Regions from separate parts of the Sus scrofa genome. Here all the other regions are linked to region 1. The links are chromatin contacts, called in public HiChIP or PLAC-seq maps. All regions are on one chromosome and are shown on one strand. Each heading gives the region's core, a stretch centred on a gene start, on an enhancer-like site or on the middle of the called end of the contact. The rest is flanking DNA. Distances are from core to core; before and after follow the strand shown.

What was found. HiChIP or PLAC-seq counts read pairs in DNA pulled down with a chosen protein or histone mark.
Region 2: an H3K27ac HiChIP or PLAC-seq map of alveolar macrophages shows a contact between it and region 1. The contact joins the promoter of BHLHE41 here to the enhancer-like site in region 1. A contact is called at or near these places in 2 of 5 promoter capture datasets (fetal skeletal muscle and liver), 20 of 47 Hi-C or Micro-C datasets (adipocytes, alveolar macrophages, embryonic fibroblasts and 11 more) and 2 of 2 datasets of contacts at active chromatin or transcription factors (alveolar macrophages and skeletal muscle).
Region 3: an H3K27ac HiChIP or PLAC-seq map of alveolar macrophages shows a contact between it and region 1. The contact joins two enhancer-like sites. A contact is called at or near these places in 1 of 47 Hi-C or Micro-C datasets (epiblast stem cells) and 1 of 2 datasets of contacts at active chromatin or transcription factors (alveolar macrophages).
Region 4: an H3K27ac HiChIP or PLAC-seq map of alveolar macrophages shows a contact between it and region 1. The contact joins two enhancer-like sites. A contact is called at or near these places in 1 of 47 Hi-C or Micro-C datasets (embryonic fibroblasts) and 1 of 2 datasets of contacts at active chromatin or transcription factors (alveolar macrophages).

What each region holds. Positions count from the first base shown.
Region 1 is chr5:47,260,344-47,263,339 of Sscrofa11.1, forward strand. The region is part of intron 38 of ITPR2 (inositol 1,4,5-trisphosphate receptor type 2); the gene reads left to right. Among named protein-coding and RNA genes, the nearest start is that of ITPR2, 330 kb to the left of the region's middle. Within about 2 kb of position 1,463, at least 39 of the 83 cell types and tissues checked have an H3K27ac peak or open chromatin away from gene starts, as enhancers often do. A contact at or near this core is called in alveolar macrophages, omental adipose tissue, retroperitoneal adipose tissue and 2 more, where this site is marked.
Region 2 is chr5:47,686,226-47,689,221 of Sscrofa11.1, forward strand. It overlaps BHLHE41 (class E basic helix-loop-helix protein 41), which reads left to right and starts at 1,437. Exons shown (of 5, transcript XM_003355541.4): 1 at 1,437-2,136; 2 at 2,281-2,344; 3 at 2,673-2,780. The coding sequence starts at 2,075.
Region 3 is chr5:47,652,645-47,655,640 of Sscrofa11.1, forward strand. No RefSeq gene overlaps it. Among named protein-coding and RNA genes, the nearest start is that of BHLHE41, 34 kb to the right of the region's middle. Within about 2 kb of position 1,402, at least 3 of the 83 cell types and tissues checked have an H3K27ac peak or open chromatin away from gene starts, as enhancers often do. A contact at or near this core is called in alveolar macrophages, where this site is marked.
Region 4 is chr5:46,884,789-46,887,784 of Sscrofa11.1, forward strand. No RefSeq gene overlaps it. Among named protein-coding and RNA genes, the nearest start is that of ITPR2, 50 kb to the right of the region's middle. Within about 2 kb of position 1,538, at least 16 of the 83 cell types and tissues checked have an H3K27ac peak or open chromatin away from gene starts, as enhancers often do. A contact at or near this core is called in alveolar macrophages, where this site is marked.

The DNA of each region.
Region 1 (2,996 bases), core at 213-2,712:
AAGGCAAGGGTTAAATGTCTAGGTTTATACAATAGCTCAATTATTAGTAATCCAATAATATTACTTGAAATACTTAGTATTTTTAAGTTGCCCATATTCTAATCAATCCTTGGAAATAAAATGATGAGTATATAAGGCTGGGAATTTATAGAAGACCCTATAGGTCATTTTCAGGAATAACCAGCTTATGTTTGACAGTTGGTTATACTTTGTATAGATAGATGTGAATATGATGTAAATGCTATGTAAATAGTTGCCAGCCTTTGGTAACCTTATTTTGCTTTTTGATCTTTGGTTGGTTGAATTCTTCGAGGCGGGGATAACAGATAAGGGCTGACTATATTTTCCTTTACTCTCATACTTTATTTCTGGCCACCAAGTGTCTAAGTTTCCTCTCGCATTGACCAGTTTTCCACCACCAGCTGGTGGTCTTACAAATAACTCAATTCTGACACTTCCTACCTAGTGTTAGTATCAGATCCCACAGTTAAGGGGTCAGTTCTAAAGGCTGCCTCCCTCCTTCAGATGCCAAAGCAAGTTCAGGTTTCTACCTGTGTTCTCTCTGACTGGCTATACATCCAAGGTTCCCATGACCTCCTCCTCAGGACGGATAATTTGCTAGAGTGGCTCACAAAACTCAGGAAAAACAGTTTCCTTACTAAATTACAAGTGTATTATGAAAGGGTACAACTCAGGAGTAGCCACATGGAAGAGATGCATGGGACAAGCATATGAGAAGGGGTGTGGCCCTTCCACGCCCTCTCCTGGCGTGCCACCCTCCCCAACACCTCCATGCATTCACCAGCCCACACAGTCCTCTAGGGCTTTTTATGGAAACTTCATCCTGTAGGCATGATTGATTGTTAACTCTGTTTCCAGCCTTCTCCCCTCTCTGGGGAATGGGGGTGGGGGCTGAAAGTTCCAGACTTCTAAGTGTGATTTGGTCTTTCTGGTGAGCCAATCAGGTGCCTGCCAAGAGTTGCCTCATTTAGAACCAAAGATGCTGCCATCACTCAGGAAGTTCCAAGGGATTTAAGAGCTCTGTGTCAGACACTCCTATTATTCAGGGAATTAGAAGGATTTGAGGAGCTTCTTGTCAGGAACCAAGGTCAAAGACCAAAGATCAGCAGAAACCATGGGCAGAGACTATTATTATTTCACACATTGCCCTTATTATTTTTCTTCCCGTTTCATTATTGGAAAGGTGAAATATTTGCTGTTTGCTTTCTCTCTTGCTTGCTTAGAAGCTGCAGTGTTATACGTGTTTTCTATCCTGATAGAATCTTGTATGCTGTGTGACTGGTTTTAAAGGAACTGTTTCTACCAGTAGGGAAATGGTCCCTGTTTTATTCGCTGCTGTGAAAGGCTTAAAACATGTGACTGTCCATGTGAACAGCCTGTGCAGATTAAAGCTGCAGGGCATGATTGGAGGAGACACGGACTGCCAAGCCACGAGGCGGCTAAGAAGGCGTCCTCTGCCAACGACAGCATGGGATTATGTAACGCCTGCAGTGTCTGGCACTGTGCTCCACTGGAGACACATCACGTGTTGTGCAATGCTCTTGGCCCTGAAATTCAATTAGATTGCTTTGAATGATCCGTGAGTCTGCATGAGATAAGCTTTTACTGCTCTACACTAGAAAGCAAATGGGTTGATTAGCCCCACATAAATTGAGAAATTGCCGTTATAATTCCAGCAAGGATATTTGCATTATATATACATCATCCTGCAACAGAGGAGCAGAATTTAAGCATTATGTAACCTGACTAAATAATGGGGAGAGGGACCCATCCCTTACGACTAGAAAAAAAATATTTTCTTACAGTCACTTAGGAATAACGTTTCTTTTTTAAAAAAGAGATGTTGCCATTGTGTGGGGGGATTGGCTTAAAGGCTGCCTGTGTGGGGTTTTTTTTGTTGTTGTTTTTGGTTTTTTTTAGTGCCATGACCTATGAATGAAAATAAAGAAATTCATAGAATGATGATTTGGTGGGCGGAGAAGAAACTTTTGTTAGAAAGACTTTTAAATTGTGAGTTCAGTGGCCTTTTTGTATTTGAGTTTACTCTCTTTGTGAAGTTGTAGCTAATCAACTTACAGAATTGGGCACCATCAGAAATTAACCCCACATTGTTTGAATGAACTTTTTAATATCTTTTCACAAAGGAAGATCTGGGATGGAGGAGGCAAGGTAATAGTAAATGTTGAGAAACTGAGACCTTGGAATGAAATTGAGGTTGTTTGCATACTAAGGGCTTAAAGAGCCACTGGGAAGCTACCAAAATCAATGATGTGAGCTTGACTTTCCCAGCTCCTCATACTCCCATTTTCCAAATAGGACTTGAGGTTTCAACCGAAAGCCCTAGTGAGAAATTAATATTCATTAGGAGAGTTCCCACTGTGGCTCAGCCGTAAAGAACCCAACTAGCATCCATGAGGATGTGGGTTCGACCCCTGGCCTTGCTCAGTGGGTTAAACATCCGGTGTTGGTGCGAGCTGTGGTGTAGGTTGCAGATGTGGCTTGGATCCTCCGTTGCTGTGGCTGTGGTGTAGGCAGGCAGCTACAGCTCTGATTCAACCCCTAGCCTGGGAACCTCCATATGCTGCAGGTGCAGCCCTAAAAAAAACCAAAAAACAAAAAAAGAATTGTTTAGGACACTCAGTTGAAACCAAAAGCTCGAAATGCTATGCAGAGCACTTCTATTTTATATATTAACAGATTAGTAGTCCCATTCCTTTCTGATTTTAGGTAAGGTAGTCTTGAACTATAGCAAAACCACCACTCTAGTGGCTTTTTCCCTATTGAAAAAGGATTTTATTTCTCTCTTATCCTTTGAAAACCTTAGGACACGAATTCGTCCAGTGTAACCATATATCCTGACTTTAGTGCAAGTGGATATTCACAAGTAGGTTGTTTTCTAAAAAGTCATAGTAAAACCCAGATTTTAACAATTTTTCGTTTTGATAGATTATCTGAATTTTGTGAGATTTAGCATA
Region 2 (2,996 bases), core at 187-2,686, 430 kb after region 1:
CCTCTGAGAGGACAGACCGCGAGCGTCTCCTCACGCTGGGGTGAGCTTGGGCCGCCGCCGCCGCCGCCGGAGTCACGAAGCCAGACGCCGCGCGTCTCCGCCCAGGACTCGGGAGACTGCAGCAGCGCGGCCGCGGCCCCGGCGGCTCCTGGAGGCGGGGAAGAGGCACGACTCCCGCAGACACGTGACCTCCTTCCAGCCGCCGCTTCCCGCGACCCAGATCCGTCCCCGGAACCCGCGCTCGGCGGGGCGGGCCGGGGGACACGTAGCGACGGCCCCAAGTCCCTGCTGCGCCCGGGTTCGCGTGCATTCGGCGTACTTCTCGCCTTGGTTCACGTGCCAGTGGCAGTAATGACTATTTCGGGGATCACCCAGGAGAATGCAGGCAGGAAAGACTTTTGGTTTGATATCTATGTAGATAGATAGATAGATAGATAGATAGATAGATAGATAGATAGATAGATAGATAGATAGATAGATAGATAGATAGGAGAGAGATTAATATATATTCTCCCTATCCCCTCCTGGCAGACCCAGTGGGGGCAATGGGCCCGGAGACCTGGGAATCCCGCAGGACGCGCTTTCCCTCGGTCTCCGATGTCCCTTGCGGCCCGCTGCGCCAGGCACCAGGGGCAGTGCGCAACTGCGGGCACCTCCCGGTAACTCTCACTAGCAGTGAGTCATGCTCCGGGGATGGCTCTGGGGAAAGGTAGCCCGGTTCGAGGTGGCCTGTGCTTTCCCCGAGCGGGGCACCGAGGCTGCAGGGCAAGCGCGCGCACGCGCACACGCGCGCGCGGGTTCCCCGTGCAGTGATGTGGCAGCAGCGGCAGGTCGGATCACGTTGCTGGCCCTGTGCTGGTACCCGTTTGAGACAGGATTAAGGAGGGAGGCTTTGGAGGTACCAGCGGTAGTAAACGTGGGCTCTGCACACTCCCGGCGTCTCTTATCACACGAAGGGGGAGGGGCGGGGAAAGTGCGCAGCGCCACCCGAGGCGCAGAGGGGCGGCGGGGCTTAGCGGGCGATTGGTAATGCTGCATTGCTTTTTCGCGGGAGCCCCTCTCTTGCCACCCCATCCTATTCCCCTCCCTCCCCGCCGCGTTCCTGAGGGAGCTCCTGAGAACCCAAACGTCGTCATCTGTGGCTGTGATTAGTGGCACCGCAATTCCGGCTGCTGCGGGAAGTTTGGACACTGTGGGGCAGAAAGACACTTGGATTGCGACATTCTGACCCAGTGGCTACATTTTCACTTATCTTAAATCTCTCGGGGAGCAGATTTCATGTTGTCCCTTTTGGGGGCAACCTCCAATCAGGTCTAGGGGTCCCCCCAGGCCACTGAGCGTAAGCAAACAAGTCTCCAAATTGTCCTTCGGGACTGAAGTTGACCCATCGCGAATTCTCTTTCTCTTTCCTTTCTCTGGTCCAAACCAACAGCACAGTCTGTGGAAAAGTAAAAAGCCACGTTCACGTTCCTATCCGTAAGGACAGACGGATTGAAGGAGTCGCACTTCCCAGCGGAGGAAGCCCAAGCTGCCCCGCACCCCCGGGCGCCCCCTCCCACTCCCCCAGCTGACTGCGCTGCCTTGGGGAAGCTTAATAGCCTGGCTGAAGTTGTTTTTCCTTTCCGGTGGCCCTGATCAGGTGTCCCCGCCCCCTCCCGCCGTCCGCCTTCCCTAGCAGCCTTCTCCCGACGCCCCCTCCTGGCCCGGCCCCTCCTCCCCCGCCCCCCTCCGGGCTGGACCGCGGATGGTACGTTCCGCACGTGAGCTGGGTGCTGGTCTGGCCGGCGACGCGCGTGCCCTGTGGCCAAACACTGCCCGGAGTGAGAGCAAACTACCAGCGCAGTGGAGCCAGCGCGAGTGTGCGTGCGTGTGTGTGCGTGTGTGTGCGAGAGAGCGAGCGCGGAGGGAGGGGGGGACCAACTGCTTCACACTTTCAACACTGCACTGAAGAGGGAGAGAGAGAGAGAGACTGGAGACGTACAGATTCCCCCCAGGATCTCCCAGGGCTACCGTCCCACAGATTATAGAACAGAACCCCAAAAATCGAAACAGAGGAAACGGACAGCGATTGAACATGGACGAAGGAATTCCTCATTTGCAAGAAAGACAGTTACTGGAACATAGAGATTTTATAGGGTAAGGTGCACGCACCCTTGCGAATATCTGTCTAGGCTTCAGTTTGATTTTTTTTTTTTTTTTTCTTCTCCAGAAAGTGGTATGGAGCGGGGAGGGCAGAGCCCCTCTCGGAATGGGTTCCTGATGCTGATTTCTATTTTGCAGACTGGATTATTCCTCTTTGTATATGTGTAAGCCCAAAAGGAGCATGAAGCGAGACGATAGCAAGGTAAGTGTAAGTTTCCGACGTTCCTCTTAACCTGCCTGGATAGTTAATTAGGGCCATTGATTTAACAGGGAAGTCTGCCCGCAAATATATTACAGATCTTGAGCTTCCCCAACTGAATTTTAAGTGGTTTGCTGGATACTCTCAGGGGGAGTTTAAACATCATACCTGAATTTAAATTGCATTTCAGAACAGTCCAGAGGAAAGAGGTTTCTTGGGCATAGTTTCTCACATAGTATGTTTTGGGGGGAGGATGGCAGGGTATTGTTAAATCCAGTGAATGAATGTTTAGTTTATTGTTTTCTCTCTTCCATGACTCTCATGTATTAAGGATACCTACAAATTACCGCACAGATTAATAGAAAAGAAAAGAAGAGACCGAATTAATGAATGCATTGCTCAGCTGAAAGACTTACTGCCTGAACATCTAAAGTTGACAGTAAGATGCACATTTTTATTCTTTGCTGCTCTCCAAGGGTGTGTTAATAGCCTGGTACTAGTCCCAGGGTTATAAGAATAAAATGTAAATATCACATGCCTTACAACTTGTGCTATAGTGGAGAGTTTCCTGCAAACTCAAGAGTAGGTGTTCACAACTGATTTCTTAATCATTTATAACCTGTATTGTTGAAGCTCAAGAAGTATAGGAATGGTA
Region 3 (2,996 bases), core at 152-2,651, 390 kb after region 1:
TAAAGGGTCCTGCTCAAAAACATCACCCTCATTATCCGAATCTCCAAATACACCATTAGAATTTTTTTTTTTTAATGACAAATGGTTCAGTATCAGGCACACTGGACTTAAAGTCTGACACTTAGTGTAAAACTCAGTCACCATGGGCAAGTCCTCAAACTCTATGGGCCACAGTTTCCTTCTATGCAAAGTGATGATAATAAAACCTACCGTACCAGCTTCGCAGGGTTGTTTTTCATGCTCAGCTATGTGGCTCTCCATCCTATACAGTTGACCACACTTCCTGCCAACCACTTTTAGAGAGTGTGTCTGCCTGAGCATCTCTCTGTGTTTATCCATTCTTTAAATTATTGTTTTCTATGAAACATCTGTTGCAGTCAGCAGTATATCAGTGGCCTGGAGTCTCTTTCTTGTCACGGTTTGGGGATTCGCCACATTACATGTTTAACATCTCTGAACGTTTCACGTGACGGAGGCATGCTGGCCTTTCTGAGCCCCCAGATTGCTTTGTTTGTCACTCGGAGCCTTGAAGAGAGACCACTTTGGCCCAAGGAAAAACAGGTGGTGTGAGCCTAATTATCGCCCTGAGGTCCTCCCTTTCTCATTTCCTTTTTTTTTGTCTTTCTAGTCATGCTTTATTTGCATGTTTGCCCCACCATTCGAAGGAGATGCCATTTCTGCTCTCTCACACCCAGCCTCAGCACTTCCTTTCCCAAGGCAGCTGTTCGAATGGAAATACTGTGGGCTTTCTAATGCTGCAGACATCGGTTCTAATCCTGGCTCTGGTATTTACGAACTCGGTGATTAACGGTGACTTCTTTCTCTGCTCTTCTATCTCCTGGTCTGTGTAAACGGAAATCATGTCTATTTCAAGGGTTCTTGGGTGATTATGCTGTGTGCACCTGAGTCTGTGTGGTGATCAATACATATGAATTCTCTTCCTCCTTTTCTTCTTTTTATTCTCTGCTGTGACTTACTTTCATTCTAAGATTCTTTAACATCAAAGTACTCGGTACTGCCCTTCCCAGTCTGTTCCGAATCTTCGTCGTCTTTTCTGGGCCCTTTCGGAGCTGAATGGTTCAGCCCCTATGCTTTCGTCCTGGAGAGCCTAGATGGGAAATTCAGACCCCTTGCCTCCCAGCTCTACGTCCGCAGAGTTATCAACTCACCCTGTTAAAAGGGGCTGACCAAAAGACTCATCTTACAGGTCATTGTGATTCATGATGGTGGTACATGAAAAAGCTTGCCGTGGTGGGCTTCACACATAGTAAGTACATAGTCAGTTAGCTCTGATCTTTGTCCCCCTGATTCATTATTAAATCTTGCTCTTTCCTTTACATTCATCATGAACGATCTGCCTTCATGTTCTTCTAACCTCAGATTTCCTCTTTCAGATTAACTCTTCCCCTTTCTGCCAAATCACCCTCTCGCCTACACACATATTACAAAACCACTCAAGGAGTATCTGTCTATTACTGGGCCAGAAGACACTTTCTTAAATGTTAAGATTTTTTTTTCCTTTGAAGTCATAAAATTGTATGCTAGAGCCACTGAGGGTCATTTTTACATTGTTGAAGACTTGCTTATCTCTCATTTATTTCCTCTGCTCCCAACTCAATGACATCCTCTTCTATTTCAGATACCTGCTCCTATTCCCTTCATCTGTGGCCCTTTTTTCTGTGTTCACAATTATTTTTTTCTTTAATTTTCCCCCCACTTATCTGGTGATTCAGCTCTCCCGGATCCATCTGAACCAGTAACTTTGACTCATGATTCACTCTCTATTATCCGACCTACCCAATATAAGAAGAAACAGCTGTTACCCAGGGGCCCGGCTTTATACAATGAATACACCCATCATTAGTTTAAATCAGCCAACAGCCAAGTTGTTCTAATTCAACAGTCTTAGAGTATGGTTTTGCTTTTTTTTTTTTTCCCTCTAAAAAACAGATGTTCGGTGAAGAATAGAAATTCCCCAGTAGTTTGAAAGATATCCAGATATAACTCCCAGTAAAATTTTTCATCTATGTAAATTGATCTATTCCTGGGTTTTCTATGTTATTCTGTTGTCATAAGCAAATTTCTCACCCCACACCTACCATCACGGTGCCCCAAGCTCCAGGTCCAAACCCAATTTTTTTCTAACACAACTCTGGCCCAGGATCTGCTCTGATTCTGTGTTACTGGAACCAGTTCTATTGTGTTCTATACATATTGCTGCCCCTTAATCTGCTTGCTGATAACATGCAAACAAAAAGCACTCTAGAGCTTCCAGTAACTGAACTCATAGTAGGTACCACATTCTGAACTAAAATGTTTCCTATCTCAGTTAACCCTCATAGGTACCATTTTGATTACTTTTTTACAGATTAGAAAACTCAGGGTTTAATACACTATAAGGAAAGTATTATAGCTACATCCACTTAACAAATTATAAAGCTGAGGCATAAAAAGCTTAAATAATTTGCTTAATTAAGTTCATGGGGGTAAGGTAATGTGACAGAAAGCAGCAATATGGGGGTGTGAGTGGGGGTGCTACTCTAGATAAAATAGCAGAAGAGTCTCTTAGGACATCATATTAGTTAGAATTCTCCAAAGAAACAAAAAACAGTTCAGGAGATGATAGATAGATAAATGATGATAGATAGATAGATATAGATAGATAGATAGATAGATAGATAGATAGATAGATAGATAGATTTAGTATTAGGTACTGCCTCATGTGGTTACAGACACAGAGAAATCTCATGACCTGTCATGTGGAAGCTGGAGATGCAAAAAATCAAAGGCCTGAGAGGCAGAGAGCTACCCCAATTCTGAAGGATGAGCACCAGGAGTCAAGGATCAGGAGAAAATCAACACGCTATCTCCAGTAGTCAGTCAAAGATTGAATTCTTCTGCCTTTTCATTCCTTTCAGGCTTCAAAGGATTGGATAATGACCACCCACTCTGGGGGGAGCTATCTGCTTCACTTAGTCAACCGATTTCAAAAGCTA
Region 4 (2,996 bases), core at 288-2,787, 380 kb before region 1:
CAGAGACAGAGTTTGGGGTGAAGGAGAACATGATAGCTTTTATCTCTTTGCCAGGCAAAGGCGGCCACAGCAGGCTAACGCCTTAAAGACTGTGTCGGAGTTCCCGTCATGGCACAGTGGTTAACAAATCCGACTAGGAACCATGAGGTTGCGGGTTCGATCCCTGGCCTTACTCAGTGGGTTAACGATCCGGCGTTGCCGTGAGCTGTGCGGTAGGTCGCAGACGCGGCTTGGATCCTGCATTGCTGTGGCTCTGGCGTAGGCCGGTGGCAACAGCTCCGATTAGACCCCTAGTCTGGGAACTCCATGTGCCGCGAGAGCGGCCCAATAAATGGCAAAAAAGACAAAAAAAAAAAAAAAAGAAGAAGAAGACTCTGCCCTCCACTGCTCCACTGGAAAGATTTGTGGGAAGTTTTATAGTAAAAAGGAGAAAAACAGGCTTTCAGATAAGAATTAGGATTGGGGCAAACATGCATTCTTCTTTCTTTGGGTAAATCTTGGTCATCAAAGCTGGCATCAGATCTCCACATGTTCTTGGTGGTGGTCTTCTGGGTCACTGACTAGAATAACAGGACTTGTGAAAAGGGTGTATTGATCAGAGATTAGAACAAAGTAGGAAAGTTCCTGAAAAACATCATGTAAACCCACAGGCAATTGTGCTCATGGTGCCTAATCTTTAGCTTACAGGTGATCGTGTTTAGGGTGCAATTAAGACCAGGAGAAGGACAAGGAAGGACTCTAAGCTGTTCAGTGTTAAAGTATTTACTTTTAATATAAGCATAAGGAATATCACTTCTCTCTTAGGTGTATAAGATGCCGACATCATTCTGTGTGCCCCTTGAGAGGGAACCAGGATCCTGCCCAAAGACTGTACTATGGTTTTTTGACCGTTGTCTCTGCATCCCCTTCCTTCCCTGATCAGCAATTGTCTGAATCTGCCCCTTGGAACTTAGGGAAGGCCATGGAGGCTGAATGAGGTCTATTTCCTAAAAGTAAGAAATGGGGTTGGGGGGAGTTCCCGTCGTGGTGCAGTGGAAACGAATCCGACCAGGAACCATGAGGTTGTGGGTTTGATCCCTGGCCTTGCTCAGTGGGTTAAGGATCCGGCGTTGCCGTGAGCTGTGGTGTAGGTGGAAGACACGGCTCAGATTCCAGGTTGCTGTGGCTGTGGTGTAGGCCGGCAGCTACAGCTCCGATTTGACCCCTAGCCTGGGAACCTCCATATGCCGTGGGTATGGCTCTAAAAAGACCAAAAAAAAAAAAAAAAAAAAAAAAAAAGAAAAGAAAAGAAAGAAAGAAAGAAATGGGGGGCATAGAAAGGTTTTTGTGCCCAGGAACCCCATGGGGCCCTGCTCTGTTACAAACTGATGTAGCTCCCAACCAGTCACCCATCTTCTGGGCCAAAGACGTGAGCAAATGACTCTGGCCTGGTCAGTCATAATCCTCAGTTCCTCCTGCAGTGGGGAAAATCCAGGTTTGGGGAAGAGACCCGGGCTCAGCTTACCAGATCCTTTTACTGTCTTCCGGGTTTTTACATGGACATGCTGGGACATAAACTCCCTTTCCTCTAGAGCTGCTGTGTTAACCTGCCACTCCCTATCTCTACTCCTTCAGATCTCCACTCCACCCCAATCTTCTTGCAGAACCCCAAGACTAGCCTTTTCTGGTTTCTAGAACTTGTTACAGAACAGCCCAGACAGGTACAGCCACTCAGGGTACTAGTTACAATGAATTCCTTTTCAGCTCTCAACGGACTGAGGGCTCGAGCCTTTCTTCTGCACCGTGAGCACGAGGTTAGGCTTGGCCAGTAGAGGGCACCAGAGAGACGCTGCAGGGAGACGGAAAAGCTGGTTTCCCTGCGAGGTTTTTGGTCTGGCTGCCTGCTGCTGGAAGGAAGGCTCAGCAAGGTTGTGTGTGGAAGCAGACATCAGGTGTCCTCTGCAACAGCCACACACTGTCCCTTGGTGACCTTGCAGCCCGGCCCAGGCCCAGCTGACCACTAACCGTGATCCTACTGCCTGGACACTGGTGTGTTCCAGAGCCTCTCTGTGTATCCACCCACCAGCCAAGGCACATCTATATCCTGGAAGGTTGTTTCCTCCTGGACCAGCTCTGGCTTAAGCAACCCAGAAAAATTCCTTGCCATCCTGTGGGTGGCAATGGTCCTTTTCCCTAAGGAGGTCTAAACCCTCTTCCGAGTTTTCTCTCTCTTAGGCACTCTTAAGCAGTTGTAGGTACAATTTAGAGTCCTTTTTTAAAAGTTACTCTTCTGTCCTAGCTAATAATTCTTTACATAAAACCTTCCCTGCTCAAAGTACTTTGTTTCCTGATTGTCCAGATTTATTCACCCCCTTTTTTTTTTTTTTTTTGGCCATGCCTGGGGCATGTGGAAGTTCTCACCAGGGATGGAACATGAGCAAAAGCAGTGACTCAAGCCACAGCAGCGACGACACCAGATCCTTAACCCACTAAGCTACCTTATTCTTGACATTAGTCTTAGTTTCTGTGATTAGCTTGGTTCACTTCTTAGCTCTATGTTGTTAGTGTTTTATTATTACTGTTCCCCTTTGAGGTCTATGTATAATGGGAGAAACAATCACTGTCTTACCTGTTATTGTGCATATGGAAAAGTCTGTTAATTATGAAGTGATATATTTTTCTTTTTTTCTTTTTATGGCCAAACCTGTGGCATGTGGAAGTTCCTGGGCCAGGGGTTAAATCTGAGCCTGCACCTCAGCCACAGCAATGCCAGATCCAGCAGCTGCATCTGTGAACTCCACTGCACTCTGCGGCAATGCTGGATCCTTAACCCACTGAGGGAGGCCAGAGATCGAACCCACATCTTCATTGATACTAGTTGGGTTCTTAACCTGCTGAACCTCAGCAGGAACCCCTAAAGTGATATTTTAGGTTTGTTGTTTTTATTATCCAGCAGCTCCTCTCTCTTATTTTCTTTAGCCTCGCCCTCTTTTTGAATGTTTCCAGGAGGTTGGTTC